3 separate regions of the Mus musculus genome follow, and regions 1 and 3 are each linked to region 2. Evidence: chromatin contacts called from public Micro-C data. All regions are on one chromosome and are shown on one strand. Each heading gives the region's core, a stretch centred on a gene start, on an enhancer-like site or on the middle of the called end of the contact. The rest is flanking DNA. Distances are from core to core; before and after follow the strand shown.

What was found. A called contact is a pair of places that touch in the nucleus more often than the background predicts.
Region 1: a contact with region 2 is called in a Micro-C map of embryonic stem cells, with 3 times the contacts expected there. The contact joins the promoter of Dnal1 here to the promoter of Dcaf4 in region 2. A contact is called at or near these places in 1 of 484 Hi-C or Micro-C datasets (embryonic stem cells) and 1 of 9 other capture datasets (embryonic stem cells).
Region 3: a Micro-C map of the G1E-ER4 cell line shows a contact between it and region 2. The contact joins the promoter of Acot4 here to the promoter of Dcaf4 in region 2. A contact is called at or near these places in 5 of 39 promoter capture datasets (the HPC-7 cell line, embryonic stem cells, frontonasal cranial neural crest and 2 more), 1 of 484 Hi-C or Micro-C datasets (the G1E-ER4 cell line) and 1 of 9 other capture datasets (adipose tissue).

Annotation. Positions count from the first base shown.
Region 1 is chr12:84,112,201-84,115,892 of GRCm38.p6, reverse strand. It overlaps Dnal1 (dynein, axonemal, light chain 1), which reads right to left and starts at 1,565. Exons shown (of 8, transcript NM_028821.3): 1 at 1,494-1,565. The coding sequence starts at 1,496.
Region 2 is chr12:83,519,062-83,522,820 of GRCm38.p6, reverse strand. It overlaps Dcaf4 (DDB1 and CUL4 associated factor 4), which reads right to left and starts at 2,355. Exons shown (of 14, transcript NM_030246.2): 1 at 2,204-2,355.
Region 3 is chr12:84,035,920-84,040,082 of GRCm38.p6, reverse strand. Acot4 (acyl-CoA thioesterase 4) reads right to left here and starts at 1,704. Exons shown (of 3, transcript NM_134247.3): 1 at 1,116-1,704. The coding sequence starts at 1,572. The region is part of intron 1 of Gm40474 (a long non-coding RNA gene); the gene reads left to right.

The DNA of each region.
Region 1 (3,692 bases), core at 316-2,815, 590 kb before region 2:
AGTGGAATAACAAGTCTAAAAATAAATGGCCAGGTATGGTGGCCCATACTTTAAAAAAAAATATTCAAGTAATACGTGGACCTGTATTTCTGAAGGAACCAGACTACCATTATGCAGTCAGTATGAGGGAACATGACTTCTTCATTATCCTAACACCTTAGGCTTAATTTCTGTGCATTGATATAGCACTGGAAACACACACACACACACACACACACACACACACACACACTCACACACACACACAGAGGCACACACTCTCATAATTACTAATTACACAGTTTTTTGTTTCTGATTTTCTTTTCTTGTGCATTGTTGTCAATCCAATCTAGGGTCTCCTACATGCTAGCAAAGTGCTTTACTAGTTTCAGTACTGAGTTACACGCCTATCCCCCTCCCAAACACACACCCTGAGACAGTGTCTTATTCATCTCACACAGAGAATGACCTTGAACTTCGGATCCTCCTGCCTCCACCTTCTGAGTACTTGGGATAAGAAGGTATGTACCACTCTGCTAGATACATACGTGGTGCTCGGGATTGAATCTATAGCTCCATGCATGCTAGGCAAACCACTCAACAAGTGACCCCAAATATTCAACATCTCCAGTCAGCAAGTCAACCTTATACTTCGCTAAATAATTCTGGCTGGGTTGGATCTGAAATCGTGTTCAAACGTATAGCTTGAAATATCAAGTATGTAAGCAAAAGAGGTACGTTTTCCATGGCGACAAGCATCATTAGTTAAAACTGTTGTTTCATGACAACTCTGTGAAGACTGCTTGCTGGTAGACAACAAACCTAAGCCAGCAGCGTTTCTCAAAGTGTGGCGAGATGCTCCCCAATTTCAGAGTTATTTGGGGTGCATGGTTGAAACCACACATTCCGGAACCCCCTGTCGTATTATAAACAACAACAACAACAACAAAAAATCTGCAATCCAATGAAGCTCATATTTAGTCATGTTGGAACTGGAGGGACACTGGCCTGATAAATCCATCAGAGAGAGAGTTTGAACAGGGTCTCCTAAGAGCAGGACTCACTTTCTCTCCGAGGACAACTGGGCACAGCTAACTCGGCTGCAGCTGGAGATCTCTGTAACCAGCCCCGACCCCTCCATCCCACCAGAGGGGGAGGAGAGTTAAAATCACGGTTATACAAAGAGATCTCTTTATCACAGCGCCCATCCTATCACCTTTCCCCTTCCAATCCACTCTCCCGAGAATTCCCAGCTGTCTTGCCTTGTCTTCTGTCAGAGTCCCTCCAGCTTTAACCTAACTTCCTGTCAGCCTCCGGCCTCCCTCTCCGCAGACCACCCCCCGCCCCCGCCCCGGCAGCTCCGGCCTTGGGCCTGCGGCTCTGGGAAGCCAGCATTGCCTTCCTCCCCCTACCCGCGGTGCCAGGACCCCACCACCCTCCGCACCCCACAGCAACCCCTTTTTCCACTCTTAATCTCCTTTCGGGTTTGGCTGCGAGGCCTGGAGGGTACTCACCATTCCGGCGGTTGCTACCGTCACTGCTCTGGTTGCTAGGGCCCGCCGGGGTCAGTGCGCAGGCGCGCCTCTGGAGCAATCCTCTTGCCTGCACTGGCAGCGGTCCTTTCTCTCCGCCTTTTGGGTGGCGCTAGCGGAGCATTGTGGGACGGCTGGCGCCCCCCCCCCCCCCCCCCCCCCCCCCGGTCCTCCAACCTCTCTGCTGAGCTGGTGCAGAGGTGAAGATGAGCCCTCAACTACCCACGCAAGTAGTTGATGTACTTTCCCAAAGCCAATATTGCCTTAAACTCGCAACTTTCAGACCTCCTGATAACATTTGCATTTCTGATATAAAAGAACTTTTTTAAAAAGTCCTTCCCTGGAAAAATGACGAGAAAGGTAATTTAGGCAGACGGTCTTGCTCAGTATATCCAGAATTAAACTAGGAACTTCTCATTTCCTTATTCTAGAGCCTCCAAGGAGAACTCAGGTGCCCGAAACACGCTTAAAGTATTACAAAGTGTTGATTATTTTGCAACCAAGATATTTTTTTCCTTCCCTAAGAAGTCAGATTAAAAAAAAAAAAAAAAAAAAAAAAAAACCAGTCACATTTTTTTGTTTGTTTGTTTTTTTCTAAGACGAGGTTTCCTATGTAGCCCTGGCTGTCCTGGAACTCTGGATGTCTCTGCCTCCGGAGTGTTGTGTGTGTGTGTGTGTGTGTGTGTGTGTGTGTGTGTGTGTGTGTGTATTAGATGTATGTTTTTAAATAGAGTTGCTAGGGACATGGAGAATAGAGCTTCACAAATAAACTGCTTTGAGCAATTGATGGTCTGTCTTGGAAGGCTGTTGGCGATACGAATTTAAGAACAGTTAAAACTTCTGCATCTTTGTGACCAAGCCAGAAGTTCTCAGCCTTCATCCCGAGGAACAGTCAACATATGAAGTACATATGGAGCCTCCCTCAGCACACACGTTTAAAGCTTTTATAGGAAAAAGAAAACACAAATGTCAACAAAAGAGAATTGGTTAGTAATACTAAGCATACAAATGGAATAGTGGTTCTATTAAAATATTGTAGAAATACATTTATTCACATGAAAAGTGTAAGAAAAAAAAAACGAGGCAGAGAAGTAAACAGACTTGATCTCAACAGGGTAAGAATGCTTTTTGGGATCCAAAAAGGACCCCAACTTCTGCCTGGGATGAAGGTTGAGCTCAATTAAAGGACATGTGTAGAATATAGGTAGCCACCAGGAAGTTACAGCTTTTTTTTTTTTTGGCCATTATACTGGGAGCAGGGCGTGTGCTGTGTTTTCTATACCAGGACTTACTGTTTCTGCAAGTGAATCTGAAAGGTCAGGCTGGGGCTAAGACATTCTTTATGGTCAAGGGCTATTTTCCAGTACAGCCTCATGACCTGAGGCTATTACCCAACCAAAAGGTATTGGTATTTTAAGTAGAAATTCAAGTTGCCAAGCAAAATAGTTGATGGGACCCTCTTTAAAATCTATACAGTACACATGAAAGGGTGCAAACACACATTTAAAGCGGTATTAGGGAGGTATGATGATTGTTAACCACGGAATTGTGTCTCCTCAAAATTCATATGCTGAACTCTTAATGTGACTGTCATAGTATCTAGAAACAGGGCCTTTAAGGTTAAGGAGGGCCATAATCCACCACTCATGCCCTTACATGCTCCACTATGTTCATAGCAGCCTTATTTATAATAGCCAGAAGCTGGAAGGAACCCAGATGCCCCTCAACAGAGGAATGGATACAGAAAATGTGGTACATCTACACAATGGAGTACTACTCAGCTATTAAAAAGAATGAATTTATGAAATTCCTAGCCAAATGGATGGACCTGGAGGGCATCATCCTGAGTGAGGTAACACATTCACAAAGGAACTCACACAATATGTACTCACTGATAAGTGGATATTAGCCCAAAACCTAAGATACCCAAGATATAAGATACAATTTCCTAAACACATGAAACTCAAGAAAAATGAAGACTGAAGTGTGAACACTATGCCCCTCCTTAGAAGTGGGAACAAAACACCCTTGGAAGGAGTTACAGAGACAAAGTTTGGAGCTGAGATAAAAGGATGGACCATGTAGACACTAGCATATCCGGGGATCCATCCCATAATCAGCTTCCAAATGCTGACACCATTGCATACACTAGCAAGATTATGCTGAAAGGACCCTGATATA
Region 2 (3,759 bases), core at 1,106-3,605:
TCCTAAGACATAATAAGATGCAAAATGCTAACACCACTAGCTGGTAAAACTCAGGATAAAATGGCCCCTTCAATAAGGTTTCCACCCTCAATGGTATGGACCATGAGTGAACACAGGAGGAAAATGAGAAAATGCAGATAGCTCACCAAGAGTTCTGTCAGGTGTAAAATATAAAATAAGAGGCTGGACAGAGGGCTCAGCAGCTAAAAGCAATTGCTGCTCTTGTAGAAGACCTGAACTTAGATCCCAGCACCCACTATCAAGGTGGCTCGCAACCTCCTGTCACTCAGTTCTAAGTGACCCAACACTCCTCCGGCCTTTGAGAGCAATCAAACACAAGTAGCATACACACACGCGCACGCACACACACACACACGCACACACACACACACACGCACGCACGCAAACCTATCCTTATAAATTCCCTCCCTAAAATCCACAGGAGAGCCGGGCAGTGGTGGCGCATGCCTTTAATTTCAGCACTCGGGAGGCAGGAGACAGGCGAATTTCTGAGTTCGAGGCCAGCCTGGTCTACAAAGTGAGTTCCAGAACAGCCAGGGCTATACAGAAAAACCCTGTCTCAAAAAAACAAAAACAAAAAAACAAAAATCAGGGGCTGGTGAGATGGCTCAGCAGGTAAGAGCATCCGACTGCTCTTCCAAAGGTCCTGAGTTCAAATCCCAGCAACCACATGGTGGCTCACAACCATCCGTAATGAGATCTGACTCCCTCTTCTGGTGTGTCTGAAGACAGCTACAGTGTACTTACATATAATAAATAAATAAATCTTTTTAAAAAAAACTGAAAAAATAAAAATCCACAGGAGACCCAACTCCACAAAGTTGCCCCCTAACCTTCACTTACACACATACATTATACATACACACAAATACACAACCATAATAAGCTAACCCTACTACACAGCATGGAAACCGAGGCTTATAGAACTAACAATACCTGACTAACAAAGTCGCATTAGAGATACAGGAGCATCCTGCACTTGTAGGCTCCATCAGCCAAAAGACACCACCTCGATTACTTTCCACTGTTATCGACAACTGGATTTCCAGGTCGTGGGATTTTTGTCTTCTCCGAGTAGCTGACTTGGAGTTGTTAGTTGTTTTGTTTTATGTTTTTCTTCTTACTGCCTTGCTCCACACACAAGGCTGTGTCTGGTCATCCAAGGTGGAGGGAGTTGTGGCGCTCCCCAAAGTCACTAGAACTGGTGTGGAAAGGCTTCGTTTCTCACTAACACCCATCTTACTGTGGCAGGGAATGGAGGCTGGTCCACATCTGGGCTTCCTAACTTTTCCAAATACCAGCCTGCACACAACCTCAGGCAAGCCACCACGTAACCTCTCTTTCTGTGTCTTATAAAGATACCGCTAGGGTTGGAGAGATAGCTCAGCAGTTAAGAGCACTTGCTGTTCTTCAGAGTTCAGGAGCTCACAACGTCTCAAATTACAGTTTCAGGAGTTTGACACATTTGGGTCTCTTGGATCTTCCACAGACACATGTAAGCACACACACCCACATACACAATTAAAAATAAAAGCTCTTTTAAAAGGTGTGTGTGTGTAGATGTCTTAGTGGTTAAGAAAGCTGAGGACCCAGGTTCAAATCCTAGCACCCCGCAGGGCGGCTCACGATCATCCAGCTGGAGGAGATCTCACTGATCTCTTCTGGCCTCCCTGAACACCAGGCTTGTTCGAAGTACACTCATGTATGCACGCCAAATATCCACATACATAAAAGAAGCCTTTAAAAAAAAAAAAAGCAAAATCCCAGCACTTGGGAGGCAGAAGGCGGATTTCTGAGTTCAAGGCCAGCAGCCTGGTCTACAGAGTGAGTTCCAGGACAGCCACGGCTACACAGAGAAACCCTGCCTCGAAAAACCAAAAAACAAAAAAACCAAAAACATAAACTTCCAAAATTTATACCATAAAGTACTATTGGCCTCCTGGCCTCGTGTTTCTTCACAGCCCAAATTTCAACAGAGGCAGAGGTCTACTGCAGGCTGGACTCTGCAAGGGGATCCTGGGGACGCCGCAGGACTCGCCAGGTCCTGGCCCACGCCCACTCCGGCCTTGTATGGCACGCTCACTCCTCCTGCCTTCAGCCTTGCCTTCTCTGTCCTCTGCGTGGGTACAGCGGCACCCTCCGTCGGCGCCCAGATGCACGCCACGCATGGGAACAGCCTTACCTGCACAGATGGTCCTCTCAGCTACGACACTTCTGGGCTGGAGCACCCAGGGGCGTGCAAAGATCCGGAAAGACCCTCATGTTGTGTTGTCGCACCCCATAGGACTAAAGCGGCCGGTTCTTTCTTCTCATTGAATTAGGCTTCTGCCTGTCCATGTCAGTAGGGGCGGTCTTTACGGAGGGCGGGACTTAGGATTTCCGCCTTGTCCTGGTCGAGCGTGCCCGGGCTTGGCACGCTTAGGGGCGGGGTCTGATGCGCTTTGGGGCGGGGCTAGAGATTGCTACCGCCTCCTCAGAGTCCCTGGTACTCTCTTGACAGTGAGTCTTCCTTCTTACTGCGGATCATATCCCGAGAAATTTCTCTCGGCTTGGAGCTGGTACACAGGCCCGAGTTAACACTGATATGTGAGAGAGGGAAGATGATTGTTTTGTGGAAAGAGCAAAGGAGACTCTGAGGAGGAAAGCGAAAAAGACTTTGGGACGCAGTTGCCGGTGCCGGGAGGCTCCTTGAATCTAGGTCAGGTTGTTTCCTCCTTGCTATGTGACCTAAGGTGTGCTTATCACTTCTCTGGGCCTTAATTTCTTCCACTGTAACAAGAAAGTTGAACAAATATTGTCAATGATCTCCAGCCCAAAGTTTGTACAGGTAATATTTCTAGAATGGTACACGTGTGCCTTGGTCAGAAAACCACCCCAGAGTACCACTGCAAAGAAGACGGAGTTTGTAACAGGTCAGAAGTGATAGTAGTGAGAGCAGAATGGGTTCAAATAGGTCAGGCTAAGTGGGGACCACCAACAGCCTTGATCTTAATTGCATTTGGAGAACAGAATCCCTTCCTGAGATTCATTGTGTGCGGTGCTCGCCCAGGCTCCTGATGCTGGACCGCTAGAAGCTAGCTATTAGTGATCATAGATGTGGGCCTATGAAAACACTTCAGCCTGTAGCAAGTTTACAGACGTGTGCAGGGATATGCAGAGTGCTAGGTTCTGAGGGAAACGAGAGAAGTGAGCACTACTGCTTCCCGGAGCTTGAACTGCCAGAAAAGGACAAAGCAGACTTCAAAGAAGATGTGGCTGGAAGCCTGTTTCAGCTACTGGTTGGACTGGCTGTGAGGACCTTGGAATCTTTAGCAAAGTGGTTGAGGCTGGAGAACAGCCTCAGAGGCATGGAAAACCATGGGACCTCAGAGACTGGAGCCTTGTTGGGTAAAGCTGTGGGCAGATGGGAGACATAACAATAGGAGAATCTCTGACCTGAATTCTGGGAGGAGGAAGGCAGGATTTGTAAACTGAAGCCTTGAGGACCCTGGAGGACTGAGGAGGAGGGGGGAGGAGGAGGCGGCCATGGGAGGCTTGTGAAGGATTGGCAAACAGGCAGCTGACTGACCCCATTGACAGGATTCACTGAATTCCCACCATGGGAACTGGGTGGACACCAGTTTTGCCTTGGAAACCTGTAATATACACTCACTTCACAAAGGAACCATGGTCAGAAGCAAGTCAAGCGGCATGGCCCGACTCTGTTTTCTCTCAGGTAAAGTGAGGGTAGAAAGTAAT
Region 3 (4,163 bases), core at 455-2,954, 520 kb before region 2:
AGGCACACGGCAAGAGGGCCCCTGCTGGAAAAGCTGTTCCTTATAGGAAAAAAGGAGAGTCTACAGCCTCTTAGTTTTGGGGTAAAAAAGCTGATAAACTTTTTTTTTTTCTTAGAGGGTTCTCTACATTCGTGATTAATGTGTTTGGCAAATGATAAAGTACTTTTTATTCTATGATTATAGCTAGAAAAATTAATGTTCTCTGATTGGTCTAAATGTAACTGCTTCCTTTGTTTTTTTTTTTTTTTAATTGGTAATATGCTCTGAGTGTTTTCACAATCAGCTCATAAGTTATTAGTTAAGATTAATAGTTGTTACATTGGTAACAGATGGTTAGCCTTAAAATTGATAACTCAAGTTTAAAGTCCTTCCAACACGTGGCATAAGGCAGGCCAAGAGGCTGGGTCTCTAAAGATACTTCTAGTTGAGATAATAATTAATGTGATTCTTATCCTAGAAAGTAGAATTAAAGATAAAATTTTAAGTAATGTCTCTTTAATAAAACATTAAAGCTTGCATGTATTCATAGGTATTAATTGGCAGCCAAACTTTGTAATATGATGGTAATGCTTCTAATATTAATTCTATAAGTAATAAATTGTTTTAAAATTGGGTTTTACTTTTCCAAAGTTAATGGCAGAACGCTTGTGAGTGCTCTTAACCACTAAGCCCCCATAAGGTTAAATTCAAAAACAATAAGAACAAAGCCAATTTATGCTAATCTGGATGTACTATGGCTTTAACCCTTGAGGTTGTGTGTGTGTGTGTATGTGTGTGTGTGTGTTTGTATGTACTGACTAGGGGTGGGGGTGGAGTGGGGAGAAGGGGCTGCGTGTGTCAAGGACAATGTGGCAGTTTCCTCTGTCTCATTTTTCCTAACCTCGTATTGCAACAAAGTTCAGTTGTGTTTTTCATCAGCTGGATAACACTATCTTTTGGGGATAGACAGAGATTAAATGAGATAATGCAAGCAAAGGGCACTTGCTAATGTATGAAAATCCCCCAACCTGTTTGAGTGACCACTGAAATGGCCAATAGCACCTTCCTAGGAAACCCTAACCCCACCCCTAGACTCAGCCCTTGGCGCGCTCCCACCTCTCAACCACCCAACTCACCTGGGGGCAGGAAGAGCGTGGCGCGCACCCGGCCCTCGCGCACGGGCACGCGCCGCACCCCGGGAGCCATGAAGTGACGCTCGTGCACCGTCCGCGCCAGCCGCCGCCCGCCATCGGGCTCGTGTCCGTCCAGCACCTCCAGCTCCACCAAGAAGGGCGTCTGCACGTCGCGCTTGATCAGGCGCCAGAAAGGCCGATCGGGCTCCATGGCCCAGAGCAGCCCCATGGGCTCGAGCCCCGAGAAGCTGCCGCCCAGCGCGGGCACGCGCGCCAGGTCCAGCTCGCCGTGGGAGTCCGCGCGGTAGCGCGCGTGGGCTCGGAAGAGCGCGCCCTTCTCGTCGCGCAGGACAGAGCGCAGCGTGACGGGCTGCTCGGGGGCCAGGCCGCGCACGGCGATGCTCAGCGGCTCGTCCCAGCAGCTGCGGCCCGTGGGCTCCACGCTCAGTGTCGCTGCCATTAGGAGCTGGAGGCCTCGGGGAGCGCCACGCGAGTCCGGAGCGGAGCCTGGCCTGCTGTGGAGCCGACCTAGTGCGTCTCTAGGACCCAGACAAGAGAGGAACCATGATCTGTCAGCAATTTGGGCACAGACCGGCCAAAGGTCATGCTTCGGGGCTGAGCCAGGTTATAGGATTCTGCTTCTCGCCACTCCCACGTGGTGTTGTGAAAGTGATTGGTGATGACACACCAAGTGAATGAATCAAGGCAAAGTACGATCCTTCCGTGGATTCAGCAGCTTTATAAAAATACAAAACGGAACCAAGAGCAAGAACTTTGTAATAAATTACAACTTTATACCACTTTAGTCTTAAGATACTCAGCTTACAAAAACTTCCCTGGATGCTACAGCTCCCAGCACAGAAACTAGAATGCACAGTTAAATTGAGAAAGGCAACTGTGTTAAGTTAGGGTTCTCTAAATATGAACATAGCGAACAGGATGGAGACATGCGCAGACAGAGACACGAAGACGTCCCTTCTCCCGTGTCCTTTTGTGTGGCCCAGATTTAGGGCCAAATGATCTGGATTTAGGGCCAAATGATCTGGACTTAGGGTGAGTCTCCCACCTCAAAATAATCCAACCAAGAAAAATCCTTCACAGGCAATCCCAGCTGCTTGGGGTTTAGTTGACTCCAGATGTGGTTAAATTGACAGCCAAGATTAATTAGTGGGCAACATCCTCTCCTGGCCCCAAAGCCCAGATTCAATGAGATGCAAATGGCTCTCTGGTACAGGATGAAGAGGCCACAGAGGTGGTTGCTCGACCCCGTTTTACTAGGGGTGCTATTAAGGGCGGCTTGAACGTTCTAGGGGCCGAGCAGGTGTCAAGGGTGCCATAGAAAGTTCTCTGAGAAGTTGGCTTCATCCAAGGTCCAGTGTTGTCCAATGGGCTGATAAAATGGTGCAGGGAGTGGCTCAGCAGGTAAGAGCACTGACTGCTCTTCTGAAAGTCCTGAGTTCAAATCCCAGCAACCACATGGTGGCTCGCAACCATCCGTAATGAGAACCGATGCCCTCTTCTGCTGCGTTTGAAGACAGCTACAGTGTACTTACGTATAATAATAAATAAATCTTTCGTTCAGAGTGAGCAGGGACTGAGTGAGTATAGTTGTCCAGAGCGAGCAGAGGTCTTTAAATTCAATTCCCAACAACCACATGAAGGCTCACAACCATCTGTACAGCTACAGTGTACTCACATACATAAAATAAATCTTTTTTAGAAATGGTGCAGCCTAAGATGCAGATATATGAGTGCTTGTGGAGCCATCTGGCTGGGGTTTAGGATGCTGTTGGCATGCCACTAGATACACATAAGGCAGGCGTTCAAACTGAACCTTCCAGAAGGAAGAGTGCAAAGGTGAGGAAGGCCCTGACTGCCAACTGAGGCGATGTTCTGTCCCTTGGTCAACGTAAAGTAAAATATGAGCAGGGACTTTGTGAATTATATTGCTAAGAAGGTTGTTATCAGCAATTTTAACATGATGTTTAAATGACAATTTTTTCAAAAGGAGAGGTGCTGATTTCACTTTATTGTTATATGTCCACAGCCCAGAATCGGGACAAGAAGAATTTTTCTGTGGAACAGTTACATGCTTTCAAGTCAGGTTTTCTTCCCTACAGCTTCCTTGTATATTAGATATAGCAGTAGTTACATCATAGTGTTTTGAGAACTGGATGTACCAGGAATAGAGTAAATATCACATAAATGGTAGCTATAATTTTCATAAAACTTCATAATCTAATATCTTAGCTATTTTTTAAGCTTAAAATTAAAACTTTTTTAAAATATTTTTTTATTACGTATTTTCCTCAATTACATTTCCAATGCTATCCCAAAAGTCCCCCACACTCCCCTACCCACCCATTCCCACCTTTTTGGCCCTGGCGTTCCCCTGTACTGGGGCATATAAAGTTTACCTGTCCAATGGGCCTCTCTTTCCAGTGATGGCCGACTAGGCCATCTTTTGATACATATGCAGCTAGAGTCAAGAGCTCCGGGGTACTGGTTAGTTCATAATGTTGTTGCACCTACAGGGTTGCAGATCTCTTTAGCTCCTTGAGTACTTTCTCTAGCTCCTCCATTGGGGACCCTGTGATCTATCCAATAGCTGACTGTGAGCATCCACTTCTGTGTTTGCTAGGCCCCGGCCTAGTCTCACAAAAGACAGCTATATCAGGGTCCTTTCAGCAAACGCTTGCTAGTGTATGCAATGGTATCATCGTTTGGAGGCTAATTATGGGATGGATCCCTGGATATGGCAGTCTCTAGATGGTCCATCCTTTTGTCTCAGCTCCAAACTTTGTCTCTGTAACTCCTTCCATGGGTGATTGTTTCCAATTCTAAGAAGGGGCAAAGTGTCCACACTTTGGTCTTCGTTCTTCTTCAGATATCTTAGCTATTTTAATGCACGTATTTGCAATTATTTCTCAGGAAGAATAGCTAGCTGTTATAAAGAATTAGTGGCTTGGATATGTTGGCAGCTAATAAGCAGCCATTCTGGGGTTCCAACCTAAATGATTTACGATTGTCATCATCATTAAATCCTCCTCA